Linked DNA regions of Triticum aestivum: region 2 is linked to region 1. Evidence: chromatin contacts called from public Hi-C data. All regions are on one chromosome and are shown on one strand. The core of a region is the stretch at or near the end of the contact, and the rest is flanking DNA. Distances in the headings are between cores, read along the strand shown.

Region 1 (6,713 bases), core at 2,080-4,579:
ATTCCTATATTTTGAGAAAAGTTGTCTTCTTAACCATAGAGCTTTGCCGAGATGTGCCGAGAATTACTTGGTCCTGACCAATGCTAGTGCGAGAAGATGGAGCTACAACCCCAATCTTAGAAAGGCGAAATCACTAATTGAGAAGTACTCATTGCAAAGATCACTTTCACCTTCCCAGGTTGCGACAAGTGGCGCGCTGCATGTGCGCCATTTGTTGCAACCGGAGAGTTTTCTCTTCTTTTGTAGATTCGTTTATTCAAAACATTTTATCTTTTAAATCGCGCGTTCAAATCTCGAACCGTTTTCATCGTTGGATTCCTCACGTCGAGATCTTCAAAATTAGATCCCATATTGATAGGTTTTGACAAAAAAAATATTCAAGGACAAAACCGAACGGAAAAATCAAACCGGGAGCACGGGTTTTTTCCCTTTTCGAAAGAGGCATGCCCGTGCCTCTCACAAAATCACAACCGTGCCTCTCGAGGGAAAAAAAGAGAAAACGTGTTTTTTTTTCGTTTCCGAGGCACGGCCGTGACTCTCGTGAAAGCACAACCGTGACTCTTGCGGAAGCAAAACCGTGACTCCCGCGAAAGGAAAAAAATAGAAAACGTGTGTTTCTTCCTTTCCGAGAGGCACGGCCGTGACTCTCGTGAAAGCACAACCAGTCTTCTCGCGGAAGCAAAACCGTGACTCTCGCGAAAGAAAAAAAAACAGAAAACATATTTTTTTTCGTTTCCGAGAGGCACGGCCGTGACTCTCGCGAGAGCACATCCGTGCCTCTCGCGGAAGCAAAACCATGACTCTCGCGAAAGAAAAGAAACAGAAAATATGTTCTTTTCCGTTTTCGAGAGGCACGGCCGTGACTCTCACGAAAGCAAAACCGTGCCTCTCGCGGAAGCAAAATCATGACTCTCATGAAAGAGAAAAAAATGAAAATGCGTTTTTTCATGCATAATATTTTTTTTCACTTTTTTGATTGAAAAGCTAAGGAAGACCGATGGAAACCAAAACGTCGAAAACCCCCGAAAAAAACGTTTAAAAAGCCAAAAACGCGTGCGAAAAAAAAATCCAGAAGGAGCGCCCAGAGCGCGACACGTGGCGAATGGCAGAGAGCTCGCCAAGTGGCGCTGATCGTTGCGAGGCACCCGAAGGAGCACTCATTAACTAGTTGCTGTCCTATGTGCTGCCCAATGCAAGTCTTACTTGGGTTCGCCTCCAGGGAGGAGGTTTTGGGCTGGCTAGTAGCAATGGCTCCCCTGCCGAGGTCATGTTACTTTCTTTTTTCTTTTTTTCTATTTTCTTTACTTTTCATATTTAGAAATATTATCAATGTATATTACAAAAAAAGTTTACATAATTTTTAGAAAATCTTGCATCTGAAAAGTGTTATAGTTATTATCAATCATGATTCAGAAAAAAATATTTTACCATTCAAAAAAAATGTTCCAACGTGTATTTAAAAACATATATTACAAAAATGTTAATCAGCTATTTCAAAAATGTTAACCGTGTGTAAAAAATATTTTTATGATATACGAAAATGTAAAATGCGTATGGAACTGTACACATATGTTGAAAAAAACCCGAAGAAAAGAAAACCAAAGGAAAACAAAAACAAAAACATAAAACGAAATATGAAGAAAAACATAAAAAATGGATAAAAGCTCGCGACCGGGAGAAAGCTAATGTAGCCAATGACACCGTACGAGCGAAAAACTCTTGAATACGCGAAAATGGGCCGGTCTGGTACTGTAGTGCGTGTATGTGAGCCCTATTATAACTCAGTACAGATGATACGTAACGGCAAATCCTAAACGGCGCCCGCTGCGCCCGTTTCTTCAGGTTTCGCAAACGGGCGCACACCCCTCCGCCTCGCTGGGCCGGCCCGTTCTACTTTTTTTTTTGTTAAAACGCAAAAATTGAGCGATGGCGTGATTCGAACCATGGTCGCCAGGTTTGTCGTACGCTAGGGTGAACCAACTAGCCACCACTACCATATGTGTTCGGTAATTGCTTTTTCCTTCATTTGTTCTTTCCTTTTCCTTTTTTTAGCAACAGTTCTCTTCGTTTTCTTCTTCTTCTTCTTCTTTTTTATTTTTCTCGGAACAGTTTTTGTTTTGTTCTTTTTTCTTTTAACTAAATGCGTGAATATTTTTTAAAATTCATGAACAACTTTTCAAAAGTGGTGAACTTTTTATTTTTTTTGTTTTCAAAAATGTGTGAACGTATTTTATAATATTTGATGAACGTTTTTCAAATTTAGTGAACTTTTTTTAAATTTGATGAACTTTTCTCAAACTTGATGCACTTTTTTCGAAATTGATGAACTATTTTTCATATTTGATGAACTTTTTTCCAAGTCGATGAATTTTTTTCGAAGTTGATGAACTCTTTTTCATATTTGATGAACTTTTTTCAAAGTCGATGAACTTTTCTGTAACTCGATGAACTTTTTTCGAAGTTGATGAGCTGTTTTCCAAATTTGATGAACTTTTTTCAAAATTGATGAATTTTTTGTTAACTCGACGAACTTTTTCATTTTGATGAACTTTTTCCAATTTTGATGAACTTTTCTCAAATTTGATGCACTTTTTTCGAAATTGATGAACTATTTTTTCATATTTGATGAACTTTTTTCAAAGTCCATGAACTTTTTTGTAACTTGATGAATTTTTTTCGAAGTTGATGAACTATTTTTATATTTGATGAACTTTTTTCAAAGTCGATGAACTTTTTTGTAACTCGATGAACTTTTTTCAAGTTGATGAACTATTTTTCAAATTTGATGAACTTTTTTCAAAATTGATGAAATTTTTGGTAACTCGATGAACTTTTTCATTTTTTATGAACTTTTTTCAAATTTGATGAACTTTTTTCATGATTTGTTTCAAATTCGACCACCGATATTTTTTTCCAAAAGAGTTCATGAACTTTTTTAAAAACGATGAACTCCTTTTCAAATTCATGAACTGTTTCCCAAATAAGTGTACTTTTTAATTTTTAATGACTTTTGTATTTTTGAACTTTTTTGAATACATTAACTTTTTCGTATTTGTGCTTTTTATTTTAATACATGATCTTTTTTTGAATATGTGAACTTTAAATTTTTTGTTTACATTGAAAAACACATTTGCTAGAAATAATTCAAAAATCAAGGCGCTACAGTAAATGATATACCTTTTTTTTTTGAGAAACCAGTAAACGATATAATTCTGCTATTAAAATGTTTGTCCTGTATTTAGTCGCCAGTACGTAGTTGGCTTTGTGGTTAGCCGTGCTCGAACGTTGTAGTCGCGGCGCGTGTTCAATCCACCAGATCGCAACTTTATTGTTTCTTTTTGCGCTGCCTGGGAGCGAGCGAACGAAGTGTTGCTGGGCCGGCCCAAGTATCACCACCTTCGAGCGCCAGTAATCAGAAACGGCGCTGAGAGCGCCGGTTAGGAGCTCCCGTTAGCAGCAGCCATCGTGATTTCCAGATTTAAAATGGCGGGCCTCTGTACGGCCTATTGAGCACATATTTCTTCAATTTCATAATTTAAAATAACATAGACACAAACAGTGGCGGAGCTAGATGCAGATTACGCCTAGGGCTATGCTATGTTAAGTGATAAACTTCAATGATTTTCTATGCTTTGCATGAAGAAATTACAAAGAAAGTTGTTTCTAGGCCTGGGGCTATAGCCCTAGCTGCCCCAGGCCTATCTCCGCCACTGGACACAAATAACTCAGATTAAATACGTATAAAAAGTTGATTTAGATATTTTATATATGAACATAACCAATAGTTATATGTCTTCATAATTTTTTGAAATTAGCACGATGCCCGGGCGTTGCCGCGGAGCCATTGGCTTAGCAGGTGGTCAAATAACATTAGTGTTGTTTGTGGCCGTTGAGTGATTTACGGTTAGAAATGATAACAAAAATATGGTGAGAGTTATGCGGCGTTAGAGAATTTCAAATAACCATAATAGGTTGGGAAGAGAAACTAAAACCAAGTTGAAGTTATACTTTTGTGTTTGTTATTTGTGCCTTTTAAAAAATGTTGGTTTTACATGAAAGTACTGTATTTTTTATTTATGATAGAGCCCACACATGAGTTAAATATATTTGTCTATATGTCTCTTGAAAGGTTGCTAGTTCTACGTATGGGATCTGTGTATTTGTTTGTTTAGAAAGGATGTTGGGCCCATGAGTGAACTCAGCACCAACTCCAATCTTTATAAGTAGGAAGGATAGTTTACGAAAACACTTCGTTTCAGCCAATGGATCGTGCAACGCGTGTCTTCGTGTGTATGTTTCTGTAATTTTTTCTACAACATTATCTTTATTGCAAAATTAATTTTGGCGACCACGCCCATGTTGTAAAAAAGTGAAGACAAAAACAATTCCGCAATATTATCTTTGTTGCAAAATTTTCTTCCATAACAACACCCATGTTACAAAAAACTAAAGACAAAAAATAATCTGCAACATCACATATATTGCAATGCAAAGGTGTGCAACACTACCCTTGTTGCAAGGTTGGAATGATGATGAAGGTTGGATGGCACAAAATCTTACGGCTACAGAGGCGGTCGATCTTGTAAAAAGATCTGCCAGCCGACGGTAGCATGCCCCGATAGTTTGCGAGTAGATCATGAAAATGCTCATGTACATAAAAAAACGTCTCCATAAGAGTGGCTAAGCATCAGTGTTTTTCTTTACCAGTGAAAACAGTAGGAGAGGCTCATACACTACTAGGCAAAATCTTATACACAGAGATATAGCAGTAGTGCTGGCCAAAACTAAGCGCTACTGCTACTTAGTAGTAGTGCTTGTCACGAAAGCACGCTACAACTATAGTTGTAGCAGTAGCGCGTCTGCCCAGAAAAACGCTATTGCTATAATTCCTACACCGTTGCCGGTAGGCTAGGAATAGTAGTAGCGAGCTTGAGGGAAACACGCTATTGCTAAGTACCTTGTAGCACCGCGTTTCTGTTGTAGAGCGTTACTGCTAAGAAAAATAAAATAAGTAGAAGAATAATTTAAAAAAGTAAATGAAAATGAAAAAAAAAGAAATAAAAAAGAAAAAGAAAAGAAAAAGAAAAATAGTGGAGAGAGGCATAGCAGTAGCGCTTGTTCGCAAAAAACGCTATAACTACAGTAGCGTGTTTTGTGTTCCCGCGCTATAGCTAAGTTCCTTAGATAAAAAAAAGAAAAAGGAAAATAAATAGCTACTTCTGGTAGCAGTAGCGCGTTTTGGCCAGAAGCGCTATAGCTAACTTAGCAGTAGCGCATTTTTTCTACCAGCGCTACTGCTAGTTTGACTTGACCACGTGCGGGCTTAAAATTTTGCTAAGTCCTTTCCCCCTTCTCCCTCCTATTTCCTCAACTCCCCAACTCCTCTGCTGCCACCGTCGATCGCGCACGCTCTCGACCTCACCGCCGCCGCCCGAGGCCGCCCTCAACCCCATCGTCGACGCCCGAGGCCGTCCTCGACCTCACCGTCGCCGCCCTCGACCTCACCACCGCCGCCCGAGCCCGAGCCCGAGCCCGCCCTCGCCGCCGACTATAAGGCTCTCCCTCTCCTCTCCCCTGCCCTCCCCCCCTCTCTCTCTTTGGTACATATGTTGCTGCTTGTTGATGTTCATATATATGAACCCTATGTGTTCATATGAACCCTAGATTTGTTTAGGGCAGTAGGCATTTTTTTAGCATTTAGGAAAAAAGATGAGCAATTCTTGTTAGGAAATTAGCTAGGGCAAATTTTGATGAAAATGCCTAAACAGTATTTCCATTTAGCTTTAAATTAACAGAGGGTATATAAATTATAGTAGCATTTAGCTTTAAATTAATAGAGGCTATAAACAAAAAAATAGTAGCATTTAGTTATAAAAAATTATTTGGACTATGGACCTGAATCTGGTCCAAATTTCATTCAAATGTAATTTGAATTATTTGGACTATGGACCTAAATATTTTTAAAGAAATTGGGTGTAGGTACTATGGTCTTCCTGTGGAAATTTTGGTAAGGTCAGAAGTGTTAGAGAAAATGGAGTTCCGTTGCAATTTCTAATAAGGTCAAGTATTGTTGGAATATTTGCTCTAAAACAATTTGTATGAAAAGAAAATAATGTGTGTGTGAGAGGAATAGCTAGAACAGAATTTGAGTTCTATCCTAGGCAGAGAAGTGTTTAGTGAGGTCATTTTGCAAAGGTTTTTGATTTTTGAAAAGACCACTATTTTTCAAGGAAAGAAATTTAGGCAAGTTTTATTTTAAAGATGATCCCTTCCTAGACTTTTATTGTTGATTATTTCTTTTCATTGAAGTGGTCATGTTATATCTTTTCATTGAAATGGTTCGATTGTGTCCAAGTGGCCTTTTGTTGTTTCCAGTGTATGAAGCCGAGTGGCCTATGTTTTGCCGGAATGTTGATTCATTTCCGTTCCGGCAAATTTGAGGTGCTCTATTTGTCCACTTTTTAGCAAAGGTCATGCCGAGATTTTCCGTGGATTTCGGCATGACTTGTACTACAAACTAGGACATATCGAGTGCCCGGGATTTGCCGCACCGGGAAGGAATCAACGTTCCTACAAAACATAGGCCTTTTTTATGTCGTTATTCATTTTATTAGGTCTAGAATTAATTGACTAGATTTAATCGTAGGAAACATGGCTAGCAACGATGAAGGACATGGTTCTGGTGATTGCGACGACGTCTACCGGGCGGCCGG
Region 2 (6,679 bases), core at 1,731-4,230, 180 kb after region 1:
GTGCGCGTGCGGCGACCGGCGGCCAGTGCCACCACTCGCCAAAACTCTTGTCTTGCTCCAGTACCCCCGTCCACCAAGACCAACGAGGCCGCGTGGGCCCGCCGGTCGCCGTCGCGGGCCACGGCCCTTGTCTCCCGCTAGACCACAGCCCTATAATACATTTTTCCTCCGCTTTTTTATCTTTATTTCCCTCTCTCCCTTTTACTTTTCATCAGGTGTAAAACGCTTGGACGCAGATAGGGAGAGGAGGTGGGAGGTAGGAGAAGGCAAAGCGCGACCGGATCCCACTGGGAGAGACGTGCGATTAAAGATAGCCAGCGTCTTTTGACCGGCGTGGCCATGGCGCCATGGAGGCAGCGCTTATCTTTTCTCACGCTGTGGCACTAGTCCCTTTTCTTTTCTTTTCTTTTTGTTTCCACCGGTCAACAGGGGCTGGAAAAACAAGAAGCATGTTTGTTTTGCTCTGCTTTAGCAGACGCGCGAGGTGACGAAACGAAGCTGGGTGTGTGTGTGTGTACGATCGACGCGTCCCACCACACGGATGACCGACCAGGTAGGTTTCCCCCTCTCGCCGTCTCGCGTGTGGTGGTCGTGACCAAGTTCAGTCTGGTGTTGTTGTCAGTACTGCCGACAGAATTAATTGATCCGGCCATTCCCTGTTGATTGATTCTGCCCAAGACTCAAGAGCCATTTTCTCAAGGGTCGCTATGGTGTAAATTACGCAAAAAATATGGAGTAGAACGCATGCTGGTTTCATTTTCTTCAACGTAAATGCATGCACATACAACTCTCAAGTAGCCACCTTGATGTAATGTTGTACTCAAAAATGCCGGATATGGCGGGCGAGATGCAGAGGTGATCTCTACATGCCGATGGCGTGGATGCCGTGTAGAGGTGTGCCGGCCGGTGGAGGTGCGGGTCGCCATGGGCCGGCTGCGTGTGGGTGGTTGTCAAGATGCTTTGAGGAAAAGCCTGCTTGGCGATGCCGGGGCTGCGGGCGTCGTTCTCCTCTTTAAAGGCATTGCCGCACAGTTTTTTGACTGTTTCATCATTGGATCTGGTTCTCTGGAGAAAGCCTAAGACCTAATTGGGAAGGACGACGACGTCATCCCTGTGACGCTTCCCTCTTTGGAGCGTTGCCTTCAAGACTAATGATTATATTCGCACTTTCGAGGGGTTGGACGCACATGATATTTGTGGTTGGCCCCTGCCCGACCAACAACGTGGATGTAGATATCAAGGAGGTTGTCCCGTATCTGGTGGCTTTGCGACTTATGTGACAATGATGACAGTGGCGAGAGGAGCGGGGTCATAACATGCCTCTGTCATCGACCATCTGGCGAGTCTTGGGTTTGTTCTAGCATCCTCGTGTGTTGTAGTGTGAAGTCGAAGTTGTAGCGTCGTGGGCGATGCGGCGGTATGATACCATGCGAAGGGTTGGTCCGGTGTCCAGCAATCTCCAGTGCCCACGTCGGGCTCGGTCAGCACAAGTCATGTTGTTTTATCCCGTGACTCAAAGCTGAGCTAGCAAGTCCTCGACATGTTCGACCAATTGTATGGCATAGATCGTCATATATCTCCTGCTACGTCCGAAGTGAGAGCTCTTGGTTGATCATCAGTGATGAAGATAGAGTCACTTGCTTGGGATGGAGTGAATACGATGACAATTTGGAGATAATCTCGACGGCATTTCCCTCTTTAGCGGTGTGTGGGGATTGGTGGACAGCCAGGTCGATGGGGTTCCCTATTTTGTAGGCGTGATGTAATCGGTTTTTGGCTACTTCATCGAATAATTCTCTTCTTCCTAATTAATAAATAGAGCCAAAGAGCTGCGATTTCAGAAGAAAAATAATTAAGTATTAGATTCGAAGTCAAAGCCCAAAGGTTGAGTAAAAACAACTATGTAAAGAGCCGGAGGAAGCATTAGGGCATCTTCAATGCCAACCCTCAAACAGCCCGTAATTGACTGGACCGCATTGTCAGGACGTGTTTTGTCATCCAACTTGGTCCTGCATTCGTCCGCGGGCCGGTTCGGACATCCTTTTCCTCGCAAACCAGAGGGGGGAGGGGGGGCAACTCCGCGTCGGCCGCGTCCCGGCGGCAAGACAACGAAGCGGGCACGCCTGCGGCCGCTGTGGACAGTGAGGAAAATACACCATGGGAGGCCACCGCCACCGCCTCGCCGAGTTACATAGCCAATGACTTTCCCGCTTCGCGGGGGCGTAGGCCATGGCAACCGTCTTCCTCGCCCAAAAACCAACTCTGATATGTGCTTCGCGACAGCAGAGGAAGGCTACTCTTCCTTGTCGCTGAAGCATGTCTCTATATCCCTCTATAGCTTACGGCAATCCGATGAATGGGCTGCCGGGTATAGAAAGATATGTCCGGAGAATGAAGATCCGCCGCGGCCGGCTATTAACTAGTTTTGGCTAGTCCGCTATAGTTTATTTAAAATATCTCTGAATTGCAAATATCGTCTGGTTTATACAAAAATCATCTGATTTGCATTAGTTTCGTATCGTTTGTTTAAATCCGGTTCAAATTATATGTAGATATCTGTGGATAGCTGGCTCCCGCATCATGTCCTTGGACTGGTCTCTCGGTCCGTGGACGGATGCGTGTCCGGCTTAGAGGTCGACGTTGTAGATGCCCTTACTTTCCATACAATGAGAGCAAGAAAACATGAATATGTCCTTAAACCATACCGAAAAAGTGATATCACTCTCATTTGCGTTGAGGAATCAAATCATGTCGGCTTTCACTGTGACCTTGTTGTCCTTGGCAAATTCTACTATGGCCGCTACAGTTCCAACACCAAAAATCCTTTACCCTAAAAAAACACACACACCAAAAATTCCTCTCCACTAGGCAGGAAAAGGAAAAGTATCCGAAAGGAACCTGAAATGAAAACAAAAACATTCTTTTTTCTACGGACGCGCCAATAAAACAGTAGCACCTGGCACCACCACCTCTTGCGACAAGGCTGACATTTCCACCTCGCTTCGTCGACCTCGGGTCTCCCCTGCTCTTCATATCTCCTCTCTCCACCCCCACCCTCCTCCCCGAGCACCAACACCGCCAAGAACGCGAACGCCGACGTGAGCATCTATCGAGACACAGCAACGCGAGGGCGCACCCCGATCGACCGAGCTGATTAAGAAGATCGAGTGATGCGGAGGTCGGACTGGGAGGACCGGTGCCGGCGGCACCCGGAGCACCGGCTGTCCAAGGGCGTGTGCCCGAGCTGCCTCCGCGACCGCCTCGCCCACCTCTCCGCCAACTCCTCCGCCACCACCACCCTTACGCGCGCCTCCAACTCGGCCAGCACCTCCCCCTACTCCTCCACCGACTCCCCGCCGCTCCACCGCGCGGCCCTCTCCGCCGACGCCACCTCCGTCCACGTCGTCGGCTCCGGGGCCGGCTCCTCCTTCGTCAACGTCTCCGCCTTCTCGCAGCCGCTCATGCCGACGGCCTCAAAGAAACCAGCAGAAGCCAAGGGAAAGGAGGGCGAGGCGAAGAAGAAGAAGAAGAGCAGCAGCAAGAAGAAGATCGGGCGGTTCCTGTCGAGGCTGGTCGGGACGGAGAAGCGGCGGAAAACAGGGGAAGCAGGCGACGGCGGCGAGCTCTTCCATTCCAGCACCATGAAGGAGAAGTCGTCGACCAAGTGGGTCTTCTTTTGATCAGACCGGCCGGCGCCGCCCACCAACCATTATACCAACAAACATGCTTGGCCTTTCTCGGTTCTCGATCGATCGGGTATTGATGATTTTTCTTTATTTCCTCTATTATTTTTCACAAGTATTCTTCTTGAGCTTGATTTGATATTTTCCTCAAGCGCCGTGTATATACACGAGATCAAGTAGCTGACCGTAAGGAGAAGCACACATATATGGTGAAAATCGCATATGGTTATTGATTTTTTTTAAATTAGGACAGAGTGTATAGATGTAAATTAACTTGTATTTGTATCTAGCATAGTATGCACTACTACTACGTGAATGCTCCTGGGATTCACGAATTATACCATAGCTTTGCTTGAATTTCTTTCTCAGTATCTTGTGTACTTGGCCTGCATACCTTTGGTCTTGCTACTTGCTACTTGCTACTATTGCTACTATACGGGGGCGATTGAACATATGGAGTATGCAAAATCAGGAGGAACAGAAAGGAATGCTTGCATCATACTCACTTCGTTTCAAATTATTCGTCGTGGTTTTAGTTCAAATTTGTACTAAAACCAGGACAAGTAATTTGGAACGGAGGGAGTATACACGCAGTTGGTCACACAGACGCACTGATAGAAGAGTTAATTCCTTCTATGATTGCTTCTTTGCTACTCCACTCTTGTCACTTTAGCTTTCTTGTCATGCTTGAATCATCTTTCCATTTTCTCGGCTGCTTTTCATCTTTTAGCTGGTGATGATCCGTTTGGACGTGAAACTGGTTGTCTCGATCCGGACTTGTTTCCGTCTCGGCCAAAGCCCAAAGCCCGTCGGCCCGCCCTGCTTGGATGGGTAAGGCAGCTCGATATCGCGACACGTGCGCCGACACAACCGAATAGCCGCCATGAAAAACAGCATGCACCTCTAGGTGCACACAAGCACGTCGGTCGAACTCTCTCTGCACATATAGACCAAAGTAGCCGTGCTCCGGTGAGCGGGAACGGTACGTGGCTCATGTTGGCAAACCTGCGCCCACGGCGGCGACGGAGGCAACGAGGAACGTGCGTGCAGCCGTGTACGACCGGCGCAGGAGCAAGAAAAGGTCAGAGGAACCAAAAACAAATGAGATTTTTAGCATTGCCGAATACGAACAGCTGATAGAAAACTCCGTTGACCGTACCCTGCAGCTGTGTCGCAGACCGGATTAAGTGGTTGCATCCGATTGGGTCAGATATATATATATATATGGCCGGAATATATATAGATCCTCGTTCCGAATCAAGATTAGAATATGTCTCCTCGAATCGTGCCGTCCACGGTCGATCGCGCGCGCACGGCGGCGGCCGGTGGATACCATGGTGACTGGTGCACCCGCCCGCCTCCAACCGTGTGGAAGTTGCACCGGGCACCCCTGCCCTGACCCAGGGCCTAGCCATGACCGGGAGTCGATGGGGACCTGGCAGCGACCCGAACGACTCCTCCCGCCGACGTGGAAATGACAAATGAAGCCTTCGACCCACCCAAGGCCACCCGGCCGGTGAAACTTGGTCAGAACATGGCGTGTGCGGGGAGAGATGAGGGGGGCGGTGCCGCGCGGCGAGAGCCGGAGCCGGAGGACGGTCGTCGTGTCGCCGTGCCGGAAGCGGGCGGCGGCCGTGGCTGTCGCGGCTCTGCGACCATGCGGCGCACCCACCGACAACACCGACTAATTTGATGGGCCAGGCCACAATAATGAAGTAGTTTTATCGGCAGCGTTTTTTTTTTAGGGAATCGGCAGCGTTTTGTTATTAGTTCCGGTGTTTCATTCTTAGATTTTGATTTTTGTAAGATTAACCATGAATTTAGGAGCTCAAATTATGAAGCTCACAACTTAGCGAAGCATGCTTTAACTCTTGGGGTTGGACGGCGTGTGTGGCTGGGCCACCCCGGAGATCTTCCCCCCGTCCCTGTAAACATTGTGCCGACTTAATAAAAGCTTTGTGAGGTTGTCTCAAAAAAAAAAAGTTCCAGTGTTTCTTTTGATTTTTGCGGGAACAGGTTTTCCGCTTGAAGTATCTTCCTCAGTTTATTTTATTTTTTGTTCATTTTTATTCCTCCCCAGTTTTCAGATTATCTTCTTTGATTTTCGAGACCACGTGAACAATTTCTAAAATGTTTCTAAAATGAATGAACAATTTTAAAGTTACACAAACATTCTTTGAAATTATACAAAATAAATAAATATAAATGAGCATATTCGAGACCACATGAATATATTTTTCTAAATATGTCAACACTAATTTCATGAACATTTGAAGGGAACAAGGAGCTCTTTGTAAAATTAGAAGTACATATTTTGCAAATGTGTGAACACTTTCTAAAATTTCACGAAATTTTTTAAAATATGCACACACTTTTAAAATTTACACATCCTGATGTATCTTTTCTTTATTATAAACTAATTTCGAAATTATTAGAAAGTACTCACTCTGTAAATTAGCATAAGATCTTTTAGATCACTAAAGTGGTGTACAGTGGTGATCTAAAAGATCTTATATTTGTTTAAAGAGGGAGTATATAAATTATGTGATTTACCAAAAAAAAGTTGGACCTGTTTTGAAAATACGCAAACGCTTTTGTAAAATTTATTGAACAACTTAAAAATGCACAAACACTTTTTAAAATTACCAGAAATAATATATCAACCAATTAGCGAAATTATTAGAAAGTACATTATTATGAGATTTAACATAAGAATGTTGGACCTGTTAACGGGTCATGCTAGTAATTGGCCGATTACTGTTCTGTTCACTTAATCGGGCCCCCCCGCTCAATAAAAAAAAGCAGCACCAATAATGGAAAGCAACGTGAAAAATAACGAGACATGGAGTTTCTTATCGCGAGCTCAAATGTTCCCCCAAGAACGGTTTAATAAAAAAAATCTGATTTTTTTTCAAACAAAACATTGCCGAACTGTCTACATAAGTCTTATGAAATTTTGCACATATGTAGAGAATTCATCCATGTTTGTTGCCAAG

What was found. Hi-C and Micro-C count contacts between places; a contact is called where the count stands out from the background.
Region 2: a contact with region 1 is called in a Hi-C map of leaf, with 4 times the contacts expected there. The contact joins the promoter of LOC123088093 here to the enhancer-like site in region 1. A contact is called at or near these places in 4 of 5 Hi-C or Micro-C datasets (leaf and an unstated tissue) and 1 of 1 datasets of contacts at active chromatin or transcription factors (leaf).

What each region holds. Positions count from the first base shown.
Region 1 is chr4A:680,826,797-680,833,509 of IWGSC CS RefSeq v2.1, forward strand. No RefSeq gene overlaps it. Among protein-coding and RNA genes, the nearest start is that of LOC123088092, 14 kb to the left of the region's middle. Within about 2 kb of position 3,330, at least 1 of the 8 cell types and tissues checked has an H3K27ac peak or open chromatin away from gene starts, as enhancers often do.
Region 2 is chr4A:681,009,319-681,015,997 of IWGSC CS RefSeq v2.1, forward strand. LOC123088093 reads left to right here and starts at 2,981. Exons shown (of 1, transcript XM_044510250.1): 1 at 2,981-4,051. The coding sequence starts at 3,171. The coding sequence ends at 3,680.